Regions from separate parts of the Mus musculus genome. Here region 1 is linked to region 2. The links are chromatin contacts, called in public HiChIP or PLAC-seq maps. All regions are on one chromosome and are shown on one strand. The core of a region is the stretch at or near the end of the contact, and the rest is flanking DNA. Distances in the headings are between cores, read along the strand shown.

Region 1 (7,694 bases), core at 1,960-4,459, 350 kb before region 2:
CACATGTATACAGACACACACATACACATGCACGCACACACATGCATATACACACACATGTACATGCAGACACACATGCATACACACTACACACATGCATACACACATACACACACATGCATGCACACACATGCATGTACACGCACACACGCACATATCACATACCACATACATGTACATGCAGACACACACATGCACACACACACTACACACATGCATGCACACATGCACACACCACATACCACACATTTACACACAGACACACACACACATGCACACACACACCACACACATTCATACATACACATACACACATCTACATATATACACATCCATGTACACATACATGCACACCACACACATGTACACACACACACACAGAGACACACACACATGCACACATACACACCTCTTAGGTTCAGAAATGTAAAGTCTGTGATGTTAAACTCTGATGGTGGCAGTTACATTGTGACCTTGTGCCAAGCTCACACACCTATGACTCGAAGCTCCATGGAGACCTCTTGGGAGGTGAAGCCATCTGTAAACTGACAGTGGTACAGGCCATCATCAGAGGCCTGGACCTGCTGTATCTGCAGAGCCACACTTCCCATGTCAATGGCTTGTCTCACCATCTGGGTCCTGCCCCTGTATTCCGGCATCTGCACCTCTCCCTGCTCCTGTCCGTTGTGGAACACCAGCACAGCAGGGGTGGGCTGGGCACGGTACCATCGGATGTGCATGCGAGCTGCACTCTGTTCAGGAGACAGCTGGCAGGGCAGGGTGGCTTCAGTCCCCAGCAGGACAGTGATGGGCTCAGCTGGTCCCTTCACAGAAAACCAAGACACTTCTGGGGAACAGAGACAGATTGCGGAAGCAAGTTAGAGATATGAGACTTAAAACAAACAACACTGCACTTTCACAGTTAGGGAATTAAACATTTATCTCCTTTGTATTACTTTAGAAAAAGTATTAAATTTTAACAGATAAAAATTTAATAGTTCAGTGTATAAATGTCTCGGTCTCTGTGTATATGTATATACATGTGTGTATTTTTGGGACTTTTACAACATTAATGCTTGTTCAGAAATATTAGCTTCTTCAGTATTTAGAATCTACTCAAATACGCAGCCTGTTTATTGTACAGTTTAGGAAATGGACATTCTTCAAATATGCCAACATAGCCAAGATCACAAAAGCAGCAGCAGAGATGGAGGGAGGGAAGGAGAGAGGGGTGGATGGAGGGAGGAAGGGCAGGGTTAGGGAACTCTGTGTGAATTTAGGGTTGGTGGCCCTGGCCATGATACCCTCTAGAGAGTGGTGTTCTGAGCTAGGAGTGTCACAGTGACCGTTGCTAGAGTGGAGACAGGCTCTTTTCAGTTCTGCATTGCTTCCAATTGTGGGGTGCCTCTGTGACTCAGGGGACACTTGTTCTCCTCTGCCTAACACCAGGTGTCAGCATATATACATGTCAGCAGCTCAGTTTAGAAAGTCCGTTCCACCATTTCACAGTGCAGTGGGGAATCATGGTTTCACATGAATGCAATCATTATGCAGCAGTTTGGGCAATCAGTAACATTTATAGCACTTCACTCTATTACTAGAAACAATCCTTCAATAAACTACACAATGCATGCACACAGGTACACATATGAATACATGCATACATACACACATACATATGCACACAAATACACAAAAATGTTTTACACAAAAATTTACAGAGTTTTGAATTGGCATTCATGGACATTAACATTTTTGATACTAGGGCTGGGGTGTGTTTGATGGTAGACCAGTTGTCTAGCATGTACAGTGCCCTGGGTTTCATCTGGATTCTTATATTTACCCACTATGCCATTCACATGGTCTCCTTTCTGAGTTCTCTCCAGAGTCTGAGAATTCTAACCTAAAGATGCTTTTGTTTTATGAAGGAAGAGATAATGTCCCAGAGGGAATGAATGATTTATTTAAAGTCACAACCTAAGAACTCTTAGTCCAAACTCTTTGTGCTCCTGTGCACACAAACCCCCTAATGCACACCTTCCCGGCCATACACCCTCAAACCATGAGCTAACTCTCCACCTTTAAACTTCTTGACAGGTAGCTGGCCACAGCAGGGAGAAAACTCACACGCACAGTGAACATACAAAGGATATCTCAACACACAGGCACTGTAGCATTTATAGGCCAAACTCACCCACACTCAGCAAAGAGTTAGGAAGATATCGCAGTTCCAGGTTTTATAAAAATTACCCAAAGGATCAGGGAGGATATTTTCTTGGCCAGTAGATGGCCACGGGAGTTCATTTACACAAGAGAAGTCATTGAACACAAGACACAACACAGCACAGAAGGCAGAACACTGACCTCCAGAGACTCCGGTAAACAGCAGGAGGAGCAGAGGGAGGAGACAACCAGCTGGAGGGACGGAGGGGGAGCCCTTCATCATCAGAGTGGAAGGTCAAGTCCAGGTTCACCATAGGAGGGCAACAGGTGAAAGTTCTCAGGAAAAAAATTCCCTGTTCCAAGACTTAATGTTATTCATGGGTTTCTAGCTGTGTCTTCCACAAAATCCTTAAGACAAAACCCACCAACCCTAGCCCTCCCCAGGGCCTTTCATGTCCCCTCTTTATTCAGAAGACCAACAATTTCCCCGTGGACATGGAAAGCTGCCAAGTTCCCATTTTCTCTCGCCTTTCTGTGAGTTCATGGTCCCAAGGGGGATCTTGGAGCTGGGTTCTCTGAGTCCAATGTAGGGCAGTGAAGTCATACAAGAAAGTAGACCACTCCCACATTCAGTCTATTTTCATTCTTCTAATTTACTCTTTTTTTAAAATTCATTTACCTACTTTCCCCCCAAAAAAGGAACCATTTCTCACTATATCCTCATGACTTCAATTCACCCTTCTTCAGGCCCACACCTCCCTCAGAAACCACAAACCCTCACTCACCGTCTGGACAGAGCTGTGGGTTCCTTGAAGCCCCAGGGATCCTCAGTGCACTCCTGGACCCTGGCTCTGGGGACCATCCACACCTGTGTTACTGTGGCCAACAGTCAAGCGTGTGGATGCTGGGGCCAGAGTGTCCAATTTCCGTAGATGTTCTCAGTGGCAAGGTGGACACACAATGCTGCCCCCAGGCTCTGGCTTTAGAGTTTCTCCTGGAGGAGTCTAGGAGAAAGCTGCAGCCATCTTCAGCTCTTATTTAAGGGTGGAAGTAATTAAAGCCCAAGGGACTTTGCACTGGGCTGAGCCACAAGCTGATAGGAACTTGAAAGCCACTTTAAGATACTTCTCACCATAAGCTGCCTCCCACAGAGCCAGGGAGAAGCGCTCAGGTCTGGTGGTCAGATTGGAGGTCACTCACACAGCTAACAGATTGAGAGAATAAAGCCAAGAATGCTTCTACCCCTCCCACAATGATTGACTTCTGGCCGTATGTGTAGAGCCTTGGTTACATGGTGAATTCATGGACAACCAGAACAACACAGGACCATGTCTTAAACAAAATGCCAGCAAAAGGGGTCTCTTTCATCTCTCAATAGGCTTGCATTTTTTAAAATGTATTTCATGTGTATGGGTATTGTGTCCTCATGGATGTTATGTGTGCAGTATCCATGGAGGCCAGAAGGGGGTGTCAGAATCCCTTAGGAGGAAAGTCACAGGCAGTTGTGAACTGTCATGTGAGTGCTGGAAACCAGCCCTGGTCCTCTGTAAGGGCAGCCAGTGCCCCTAACCACCGAGTCATCTCTCTACCTCCACCTCCATTTTGCATCTTCATACTCTACTGTATATTGTCATCCCTTCACAACTGCTGAAAGTCACACGGTCTCAGTGAATATCTTCACTTAAAAGGGAATTATTTTCTTGGAATGATTTCTTTCAAAAGCTTCTTTTTCATCTTTAAGTTAGCATTGTGATATGTACAATTGTGATATGTACAATTTTGTTAGAAAATGTCTGCCTGTGCTTGTTCCATTCCATTGTGTGCCTCCTATGACCTGCTTGTGGACGTTCAATCTTAGAGCTAGAATTTTGAGGATTCAAATCAGTGCTTTCTTTCTTCCCTTTTAAAGAATTATTTTATTTTTAAGTGTGTGTGTGTGTGTGTTGGGGGTGGGGAGAGTTGTGTGCTTGTGAATATGAACACAAGTGTCCTTGGAGTCCAGAAGAGACCTTCGGGTTCCCTGGAGCTAAGTTACAGACAGTTGTAGGCTTCCTAATGTGGGGGCTGGGAACCAAACTCAGGCCCCCTGAAGTGTTCCTAACCACTGAGCCATCTCTCCAGCCAAATCACAGATTTCTTGACTGTTGTAAGGGTTTTTTTTTTTTTTTCTTGTCATTGTGAGCAAGAAGATAATTGTTCCAGCATTCACAGGCTTTCCCTCTCTTTGCTCGCCGACAAAGGAGGGAGATGGTGAGAGGCCAAATCTTTTTAGTTCAGACTCCATTTTAGAAAACCTGACCTAAGTTTGAACTCAGGTAAACTAACAGGCTGGTACCTGGCATTAGTTTACAAGTTGCCCCCCCACCAACAAAACCCAAGCCTAGCTCCAGTCTCTAGGCTAATCCCCAACAAGACCAGCGTCTCCAGGTCACACCCTCAACAAGACCAGCATCTCCAGGCTATCCCCCCAATAAACATGTTCCCCCAGGTTACAGGCTCTAGTCTTGTAGTGACCACCAATGCAGAGGGAAGCAGAAATTAAGAAAAAAATTAAGTTTATGATATGACTTCTAGCACCAGCCAATTATGTGAAATAGCTTTCCAATTAGATGCTTGCATGTGTACTCCCTGCTTGCTGCTTACTATAAAGCCTAGGTATTTGGGGCACCCCCCAACCAAAAACATCCTGCGTGATAGTGGTGTGTTGAGGGGGCCTGAGCTAGCTGGAATAGAATAAAGACCCTGTTGTCAGCTGCATCAGATTGGCTCCTGTCTATTTTTTTTGAGGATCAAACACTTCCTTGGCACTACAATGGAAGGGCCCAGCTGAGGCTGTTCATGCTGTGTATTCCCCATCTGGATGAGGCAGATTTAATCAATGTCTGTGGAGGGTATCTCCAGGCCTGAGTGAATGAGAATCCGAAAGTTGAACTGTGTCCCTGTCTATTCAATTCTTTCTTAAGTGAATAGAGGACTAGCCAGGAGATGACAGTGTATCAAAGCATCAGATACATTGTGATAGAGCTTGCAAGCACTTGGCTAAATGGATGGGCTATAGACACCCTTGTTTCCCATATGTTAATTTATGTAATCTCAAAAAATTAAGGACATGGGTTACCATCCAGTACACTGTCAGATGAGGAAACTGAGGAACCAAGGGGTCCTGTAGCTCATCCTGAATCCTAAGCATAAGCAAAGCAATCAGGAGATTAACCCAAACAGTCGGCTCCTAACTGGAACACATAGTTTGGAAAGAAAGAAATCAGTTGCCCCAGCTCTTGGCTGCACCTTGTAACCATGTAATTACTACAGCTCTATTGTCTGCATTGAAGCCCTATTTTCTAATCCTATTTTGTCTTTAGTTTTGAGACCTTTTTTCCCCCATTTTTATTAGATATTTTCTTCATTTACATTTCAAATGCTATCCCGAAAGTCCCCTATACCCTCTCCCCGCCCTGCTCCCCTACCCACCCACTCCCACTTCTTGGCCCTGGCATTACCCTGTACTGGGGCATATAAAGTTTGCAAGACCCAGGTGCCTCTCTTCCCATTGATGGCCGAGTAGGCCATCTTCTGCTACATATGCAGCTAGAGACACAACTCTGTGGGTACTGGTTAGTTCATATTGTTGTTCCACCTATAGGATTTCAGACTCCTTCAGCTCCTTGGGTACTTTATCTAGCTCCTCCATTGGGGGTCCTGTGTTCCATCTAATAGATGACTATGAACATCCACTTCTGTGTGTGTCAGGCATTGGCATAGCCTCACAAGAGACAGCTATATCAGGGTCCGGTCAGCAAAGTCTTTCTGGCATATGCAATAGTGTCTGGGTTTGGTGGTTGTATATGTGATGGATACCCAGGTGGGGCAGTCTCTGGATGGTCTTTCCTTCCGTCTTAGTTCATTTGAAGGATTACTCCCCAAGTTTCCTGGAGGAGTCTTCTTGCCTCCAGTTTTCTGAATCCTTAAATGTCCATCCAACCCTTCTTCAAGGACCCTCAGACCCCTGAAGCATCTGGAGCAAGATTCACAGGAGAGACCTGCTGGTATCCAGGAGGAGACATGCCGGGAGGCAAGGCAGGGTCACCCTGTCTGGCTCCCTCTCTGAGATGGTGATAGGTTCTAAGAAACCTTCATCTCTCTAAGCATTTAGACAGTCCGAAGCTCTCCTGGATGATGGGCAAGAGGGAAGGAGTGCGGGGGGGGGGGGTACAGCATGGATCCTGAAGGTGGGTAGTGGACAGGCAGCCCTTTGTCATACTGGAAAGTGTTGGTGAGAATTCAAGGAGGCTGAGCTAAGTCTCTTCCAGGTTGCCTCCTCTCTCCCCTCTCTCTCTCTCTCAGTCAGTGAGAGATAACATGTTCTTTCAAGGAGTGATTAGAGACATGGGCAGACTAATGGCCTCAGAACATGGTTGTTCAGGTCAAAGCTGTTTCTGGAAAAGGGAGGCAAGGGGTCTTTGTGTGAGTGACAAAGGACCCTGGTGTTCTTTGGGGAAAGACACCACAGTTGTCTGAAAGTCACAGGAGATCATTTTTAGCACCACCATGAGCCCCTTAGACATGGCCCTCTAACCTTGACAATCTCCTTGTCATGGATCCAGGTGTTTGCAGGCCGTCCCTCTGGTCTACCTCTTCTCTACCCCACTTTCACTTCCACTTCCATGGGGCTCAGGCAAAAACCTACCGCATGTGGAGCACCGACCTTCTGTCTTCTGCATAGGAGGATTAAGTCACATGGTGAGTCTGCAAACACACCTTGGCTATTTCTAAATCCTCATCTAATAAATGATTTATTTGCACACCAGGGCAAATAAATCTTCACAGGGAATGTGTTTTCATGGTATCCCTGCCTTCTTCTCACCCCACTTCCAAGAGTACTCCACCATTGTAACCAATAAATTATTTGCTTTATATGAGGCTATCCTGTCTGCTGTAAAAACCTATGACCTATCAGCTTGTGCAAACACTGTAAAACTCTGTGATAATGGAATTTCCCTGGGGCTCTGCTGCGACAATGATGATGTACTCTGAAGGTGCCAGGCAGAGCATCCGGACACACTTTTTATTCTGGCTTGATCCCGCTGATTCCTCAGTAGTGAATGGCCCCTGAGGTCACATTGGAGAGCATGGTGGGCGCAGACACCATGCTCTCCTGCTGTGTGGTCCCCAACCTTGGTGTGAGGGACACAGAACCAGGATGTATTGCTCCTGTTTCTCAGAGGCTGTGTGGGTGTATCAGGATGGGATGGAGTAGGTGGGAGGGAGCTTGGAAACTTCAAAGGAAGAGCAGAGTTAGGGAAGGGTTACTGTGGCTGAGGGGAGAGCAGACTTGCAACCATTTCTTCTGGGAAGGAGATGACTCTGAGGAAGCCAGTAGCTGAATGTGAAGAACATTTTAGAGGAGGGGTAAACATCCTGTTGGGTTTTGGAGGGATTCTTGTGCACCTGTGTTCTAGTTTGCTTTCTATGGCTTTGTTGAAATGGGAAAAGAAAGAAAAGAAAAGAAAAGAAAAGAAAAGAAAAGAAAA
Region 2 (7,582 bases), core at 5,015-7,514:
GATAGCCTCCACCACGGAGGACATGGACATGCCCATCGTGAACATAGCCATGGGACTTCTAGGGAGGCTGGGGCTCCAGGCATCAAACACCACCTGGACACTGTCACCCTCTGGGCCTACGTGAGTCGCCAGGGGATGTGGGGAAGAGGGACTGGTTCTTAATCGGTGGGAAGCTCCATCTTTGCCTTCTGATTGTGCTTCTCCACCAGGCACTGGGGGCCACAGTGCTGATCTCCGCAGCTCCGTTCTTCGTGCTGTTCCTCATCCCAGTAGAATCTAACTCTCCCAGGCACCGCTCTCTGCTCCAGATCCTGCTCAGTTTTGCTTCCGGGGGGCTCCTGGGTGATGCGTTCCTCCACCTCATCCCGCATGCCTTGGGTAAGTAACTTGTGGGCTCCGCCTCAAAGGCTTAAGCGGTTTTGTTCTTTCTCTTTAATGATCCCAGATTTTCCGGTTGTCTTCAAACACACATCCCCTGAGCCAGGCATTCCCTCATCAAGCCTTTTCTCCCACTTCCCGCAGAACCTCATTCTCACCACGCTCCAGAGCAGCCTGGACATGGACACTCCCACAGTGGTGAGAAAAACCAGGGACTGGTGTGCTGGGAAAGGGCAACCTCTCCATTCCCATGCTTCGCCTCTTACACTTGAGTCTGCGTCTCCCTTCATGCTTTACTGCCTCCGTTCCAGGCCAGGGCCCCATTCTCTCTGTGGGGCTGTGGGTTCTCAGTGGGATTGTCGCCTTCCTCGTGGTGGAGAAATTTGTGAGACACGTGAAAGGAGGACATGGACACAGTCACGGACACGGAGACAGGCATGCGCATGGAGACAGTCACACCCATGGAGATAGACATGGTGAGCCCGCGTTGCCTGCTCTGTAACACACTCAGGGTCACCCTGTGGAGCAGGACACATGCGAAAGCTCTGTTCCCCACTCTGATCAACTCCTGTTCTCCCTCAGAGTGTTCTTCAAAGGAAAAGCCCAGCACAGAGGAAGAGAAGGAAGTGGGCGGGTTGCGGAAAAGGAGAGGAGGAAACACTGGGCCCAGAGATGGCCCGGTGAAACCTCAGAGCCCTGAAGAAGAAAAAGCAGGCTCAGGTAAGGGATGAGCTGATGGGTTGGCTGTGGGTGTGTGGGTGACGGTGGGAGTCTAGGAAATGGGGGCGAGGGGGGGGCTGTATGTGAACCGGCTTGATGGACACCCTCAATCATTTTTGTCTTGTCTCTTTGCAAAAAGACCTGCGTGTGTCTGGGTACCTGAATCTGGCTGCTGACTTGGCACACAACTTCACAGACGGTCTGGCCATTGGTGCTTCCTTTCGTGGGGGCCGAGGGCTAGGGATCCTGACCACAATGACAGTCCTGCTGCACGAAGTGCCTCATGAGGTTGGGGATTTTGCCATCCTGGTCCAGTCTGGCTGCAGCAAGAAGCAGGTTGGTGCCGACTGCCCATCCTTGGTTCCTAACAAGCTACACTACAGTGAGCCGTTTAGAGTCAGGGAAAGTCGTGCCTTTACCTCTTGCTCTGTTTTACGCTGCAGTCCTCACCTGTGTATAGTTCTTTGATGGCTTAAGGTTCTCAGGAGATGTCTGTTCTAGTACTCCCTCCTCAACCTGGCTGTTTTGGGGGGCTGCGGGCCTTAGGTGTGGTCCTGAGGCAGAGTCATTGACTACGTATTAGCTATCGAGGGAGCCCCAGGCGACAGCTATCTGACTGCTTCCTGGAGCTGGTGTCTGGGACCCAGATTCCTGTCCTCGTGCTTGTGCAGCAAGCACTACCTGTGGGTCCTTCTCCCCAGACCCTCCTTTCCTTAACACTGCTCCCACCTAATTTTAGCTGTCGACAGTCATATCTTTCTCTTTTCTGCCCACCAGGCGATGCGTCTGCAACTCGTGACTGCAATTGGAGCATTGGCAGGCACTGCCTGTGCCCTTCTCACCGAGGGAGGGGCAGTGGACAGTGACGTGGCAGGTGGTGCAGGTCCTGGCTGGGTCCTGCCATTCACTGCAGGCGGATTTATCTACGTAGCAACAGTGTCTGTGCTGCCTGAGCTATTGAGAGAGGCATCTCCACTGCAGTCACTGTTGGAGGTGCTGGGGCTGCTGGGGGGTGTTGCCATGATGGTACTGATTGCCCATCTTGAGTGAGGGGTGAGGTGACCTGTCCTTCCCCTAACTCCTAATAAAGGCAGTTGGTAGTCCTGGCCAGTGCTAATGCCAGAAGGAGTGTCAGCCTTGGAGATTAGCAGAGCCTCTGTTTGAGGCCTTAGAGGTATGAGGATCATACGGAGCATGAGAGGCCAGAAGGACCACGGAGTGGGAGACTGCCCAGCAGCGTTGTTGCTTTTGGAAAAATCAATGGGACCATGAAGAAGACTGGGAAGACGGTAGCCTACCCGATGGTCCCTAATCTACGATTTCTCAGCGCCAGCGTGCCGCAGGGGTCCCTCCAAGGCCCATCTCCCTCTGAACTAGTTAGTGATGGCTTCAGGGAAGACCTGGCAGAAGGACTGGGGTAGACATCAATCGTGTGTCCTGATTTGAAGGGGGAGGGGGGCTCCTTGGGAAGATGTCTCAGCCTGATTTTTTGTCTCTACTCATTTTATACCACTGTTTGAATGGGTGCGGAGGAACGGTGACCAGGAATAAAAGACCTTGGATCTTCGGCCCCACATGCAGCCTTTGTCTTTATGTGGGGAACTGGGCCCCTTGGCTCCTGGACTCCCTAGGTCCCCAAGTGGTGGTGGATGGTCACGCCCCCGTGGTGGGAGGTCGCGCTGGTGGCTACCAAAGGCCTCTGACTAGTGTGGTTTCTATTGGGTCCGTACCGGGCCTAGCCACGCCCCCGGCGTGCTCAGATTGGCCTAGGCTCAGGGCACGCCCACCCACAGCCGCCATGGCGTCTCAGCTCCGGCTCCGCTCTGCGCTGGCCCTGGTCACAGGTTCAGGGGTTCCCTCTCAGGGTGGGTTGGGGTGCCCGGGCCATGTCAGCGAGAGCCACCCCTTGAGTCCCTGGCCCTGTTGTCTGAGTTTCAGTAACTTTGCGCCCCGTGACCTCTGACCTCCTCCCTTCTTCTCCCGCTTCCGCGGACTCCCATCTCAGGTGCGGGTAGCGGCATCGGCCGTGCGATCAGCGTGCGCCTAGCGGCAGAGGGCGCCGCCGTGGCCGCCTGCGACCTGGACGGGGCCGCGGCACAGGACACGGTGCGGCTGCTGGGAAGCCCGGGGAGCGAGGACGGGGCGCCGCGCGGCAAGCACGCTGCCTTCCAAGCGGATGTGTCTCAGGGCCCCGCAGCCAGACGCCTGCTGGAGGAAGTGCAGGTGAACCGGACGCCGCGCCGCGCCACGCCACGCCACGCCACACACCCCTCAGCCCGGCCCTTTGTGGTCTTTGGTGTTAGCCTCCCCCTCCCTCACATAGGCCTGCTTTTCTCGCCCGCCATCTGTCGTTGTGTCCTGTGCGGGCATCACACGCGATGAGTTTCTGCTCCACATGTCAGAAGAAGACTGGGACAGAGTCATAGCTGTCAACCTCAAGGTGGTGATCTCTAAACCTGTGACTTGTGCCCGCCCCCAGCCTGGGGAAGTACTTAGAGGAAGGCTGCCACCGCAGCTGATCTTGCCTAATTTGTTACCCTCTCGTGCCAGGGCACCTTCCTAGTCACTCAGGCTGCAGCCCAGGCTTTAGTGTCCAGTGGCGGTCGTGGCTCCATCATCAACATTAGTAGCATCATTGGAAAGGTCAGGATGAGTTGGGCCAGGCCAGCTAGCCACGTGGGCGCTGGGAAGCGGCTCCCCTGTAGACGACTCCTGACTTACTCTGGGTCTCTGACTCACTGTAGGTGGGGAATATCGGACAAACGAATTATGCGTCGTCCAAAGCAGGAGTGATTGGGCTCACCCAGACTGCGGCCCGGGAGCTTGGACGGTGGGTCAGACTGGGGACCTTGCTAAGGGAAGAAGAGTCAGTGTCCTTCCCGGGGTCAGCATCCATTCTTCCTCTCACAGACATGGAATCCGATGTAACTCGGTCCTCCCAGGGTTCATTGCAACGCCCATGACCCAGAAAATGCCAGAGAAAGTGAAGGACAAGGTAGGCTGTGGGTGGAGGGCAGTCTGTCAGAGGTCTCTGAGAGAGATTGCTGGGCACAGACGTGTACATAATGAGGGATGAAAAAGTAAGGGGGGGGGGGAAGTCCATAAAAGAAACTTCTACCCACGTGAGTGTTTCCTTACAGGTAACTGCAATGATTCCGTTGGGACACATGGGGGACCCTGAGGGTGAGCATGGATTGCAAAAAGGGTCTGGTGGGGGCTTGAACAGAGCCTTAAATCTGTAATAGTACTGAAAAGGTCGCACAGGGATTAATGATTGGTGTAGGTTTAGGATTTTGGGGGGGGGGTGTAAGGTAGAGGGGATAGTCAATCTGTATCTAAGGAAGTAAGACTGCCCTTCCCCCACCATCCCCACAGATGTGGCAGATGTGGTTGCATTCTTGGCATCTGAAGACAGTGGATACATCACAGGGGCCTCCGTGGAAGTCAGTGGTATGAGGCCTTCATGGGGAGGAGGACAGGAAAACAGAACCCAGGTTGTAATGAGAAAGTGAGGGGCTCCTGCAGCCTGCAGAGCAGACATCCCTTCTTTAGACCAGGGACAGAAGTGGGTGCCTACATCCCCACCCATGCACCTGTCCCAATGCCTCTGCCCCTCTCAGGAGGTCTTTTCATGTAACTGCCTGATGGAAGCCGGACTCTGCTCACTCCCCCACCACTGCCTGGCCCTCCTGCTGATGAGGACGCTAAGTTCCCAGGCTACAAAAGAGATGGCAGTGTGTGGCTCAGGCATGCTGAATATGGAAGGCAGGGGTGCTTGTGACCCTAATAAATTCCAAATCCTCTTCCCTGCCACCTCCGGTTCTTCTTGTGTCCAAGCCCTCAGACCCTTCCCCACCTCCCCCTCTCTCCCCTTTCCAGGGATTGTTCCCTTTCACTGCCTGGTCTCCCAGGGCAACCCCCGCCGCCGGGTGTGAGAGGAAAGAGTGTATGTCACTGTGTATGCGTGACACTCTGGGTCTTTTCAGAGGGAGGGGATTCTGCCCCCACCCCCTCTCATTGGTTCTGCAGCACCAGTCACCCACCCCCATTCCCCGAGTTCCTTATGGACCCCAAGGGTGATTTGTTCTTGGCCCCATCCTGGTGTCCAGTCTGGCCTTGGAAGGGGGTCTTGGAACAGGTGGCCCTCCCCCACCCCTCCTTTCTCTTTTCCCCTCCCTTCTCTCCACCTTACAATAGCTGCAGCCGGCCTGGGGTCGGATGGGGGGGATTAGGGGAGGGGGCCAGGATTAGGGGAATGGACTAGCCGATGAAAGGGGCTGGAGGAGAGCAGAAGGAGGGGGCTGGGAGGAGGAGGAAGGGGAGGGGGTCCTTGCTAATCGACTCTGGTGCCCACATAAGGACTGGCCACGGACTGAAGGAGAGAACAGGGAAGTAGGGGGTAACTGGGTTGGGGGGCGAGGGGACCCACTGCTAACTTGTCCCAGAGATAGGACACCCCCTGGCAGCCGCTGCACAGGCTGGCGGGGGGGACGAATACCCATCACGGTCTCTTCCTCTGTGCCCCTTATTCCCGACTCTGAACCGGCTCTCAACCGGTATGGCCCTGCTCCTTCTCCTTCTCTCTCCTTCTCGTCCGCTTCCTTCACTCCGAGTCCCGGAGTGGCTTTGCCTACTTTCCCACGCCAGACATTCACTCGTGTGCTCCCCGACTCCCCCCAGGGGCCCGCCCCATCTGGTGTCCCCGCTTCCGCGCGGCGTCTCTATCCCCGGTGCCTCCGATGCGCTTCTCTCCCCGTCCCGGGCCGCGGCTCCTGATTGTCCAAACGCAATTCTCGAGTCTCTGGCTCCGGCCGAGAGTTGCGTCTGGACGTCCCGAGCCGCCGCCCCCAAACCTCGAGGGGGAGAGGCCGGGCGGAGCGCGGGACGGTCCCCGGACACCCGGGACCCCGCCGCAGCCCTAGGATCTCAGGGCGCGCACCCAGCAGCAGAGGTGCAGCTGCGGCCGGCTTTCCGGGGTTCTCAGGCCCGGCTTGAGAGAAGTTGGGGATCAGCGCCACGGAGGGGATCCTCCGCCCTCGGGCTCTCCACATGCACCAGCACCCACCGGGCCGGCTCACCGCGCGCCCGGCGGGGGAGGGGGAACCCGGTTCCACGGCGCGCGTGGCGCGCGAGGGCGGTGACGTCTCCGTCGCGGGGTGGGATACAGGGAGGGCGGAAGTGACGTCGAGCCTCGGCGCCCAGGCCATGGCGGCGGTGGCGGTGGCAGCAAGGGTTGCGGCGTGAGTGGCAGCTGCGGACCGAGCGGACCAGGGCAGCGGAGCCCCGGGGTTCCTGGGGAGAGGCCCGCAGCAGGGCAGCGCGAAGGCCGGAGCTGGGTGAGGGGCCGCGGGGCGCACGCCCAGGGTCAGGGGGCGGGGTCTGCAGAGGGGCGGCCCCGACAGCGTCTCCCCCCACCCCCTTCCGCAGACCTCTCTCAGCGGAGCCCCGCTTGGAGGGGGAGGGTCTGTGCCCCGTCACCATGACGACGCCGGCGAATGCACAGAATGCCAGCAAAACGTGGGAACTGAGTCTCTATGAGCTGCACCGGACCCCGCAGGTGACAGGGATCTTCCAGCCCCAGCTTACCCCCTCCCACCAGCCCTCTCCCTCCCTGCCACACTACTCTTGGCCCGACTCTGTCTTTGAATCACCTTTTATCTTCTCAAAGCACTAAAACACCTACCTCATTTGATCCGATTTAACCCCTCAAAGTGGCCATGGCAGCGAGGTACAGCAGATATCACCGTTTTAATTGAAGCACGGTAAACAGAACTTACCGTCCCGGCCCTGTCCCATCTCAACAGCCACATGTCAATGTACACATATATATATTCATCCTGCGAGCTTAAATATAATTCCCTCTCCAGTTTTCTGACTCACGTGCGCTGGGACGACATCGGAATCTGTTTGACAGACACCCTGAACTTCTAGTCTAGGTAGTCTTGCTCTTTAGAGTTTTAAGAAAGCCTGTTGAGGCCGGATGTGATGGCGAAGGCCTTTAACCCCAGCACTCCTGAAGCCAGGACAGGTGGATCTCTTAAGTTTGAGGTCAGCCTGCTTAGAGGCCTGCCAGGAATACATGCATATGGAGACCCTGTCTTGAAAACAGCAAACAAAAAATGAAGAAGTCTTGTAGCATAAATATCCTCCAACCCATAGATCTGTGCCATTCCCAGCCCTAGTCCTCTCAACAAACCCTGGCCTTTCTGTTTCAAAACTCCTTGTAAATGGGCCCTCATCCCTTCTGTTCTGGTAATCTCCAAGTCATTGGTCTCCTCCATCCCAGAATTCCCATCAGTTTGGTCAGCATGGCTGTCCAGGTTCTTACCTTTCTCAAAGCTTGCCTCTAAAGTCCCCTTCCCCCAACCCACTGCCACCTTCTGATGACCCAGGAAGCCATCATGGATGGTACAGAGATTGCGGTTTCGCCTCGGTCACTGCATTCTGAGCTCATGTGTCCCATCTGCCTGGACATGCTGAAGAA

What was found. HiChIP or PLAC-seq counts read pairs in DNA pulled down with a chosen protein or histone mark.
Region 1: a contact with region 2 is called in an H3K4me3 HiChIP or PLAC-seq map of bone marrow-derived macrophages, with 6 times the contacts expected there. The contact joins the promoter of Btnl1 here to the promoter of Ring1 in region 2. A contact is called at or near these places in 1 of 39 promoter capture datasets (cranial neural crest), 1 of 15 datasets of contacts at CTCF or cohesin (large pre-B cells), 10 of 115 datasets of contacts at active chromatin or transcription factors (the 230-238 cell line, bone marrow-derived dendritic cells, bone marrow-derived macrophages and 4 more) and 2 of 9 other capture datasets (embryonic stem cells and liver).

Annotation. Positions count from the first base shown.
Region 1 is chr17:34,372,647-34,380,340 of GRCm38.p6, reverse strand. Btnl1 (butyrophilin-like 1) reads right to left here and starts at 3,209. Exons shown (of 10, transcript NM_001111094.1): 1 at 2,949-3,209; 2 at 2,365-2,516; 3 at 494-847. The coding sequence starts at 2,446.
Region 2 is chr17:34,023,362-34,030,943 of GRCm38.p6, reverse strand. It overlaps Ring1 (ring finger protein 1), which reads left to right and starts at 6,264. Exons shown (of 7, transcript NM_009066.3): 1 at 6,264-6,434; 2 at 6,526-6,655; 3 at 7,491-7,582. The coding sequence starts at 6,578. It overlaps Mir219a-1 (microRNA 219a-1), which reads left to right and starts at 5,852; the gene lies at 5,852-5,961. It overlaps Mir219c (microRNA 219c), which reads right to left and starts at 5,932; the gene lies at 5,873-5,932. It overlaps H2-Ke6 (H2-K region expressed gene 6), which reads left to right and starts at 2,889. Exons shown (of 9, transcript NM_013543.2): 1 at 2,889-2,942; 2 at 3,104-3,321; 3 at 3,422-3,538; 4 at 3,649-3,741; 5 at 3,843-3,928; 6 at 4,009-4,093; 7 at 4,239-4,281; 8 at 4,474-4,548; 9 at 4,719-4,911. The coding sequence starts at 2,897. The coding sequence ends at 4,735. It also overlaps Slc39a7.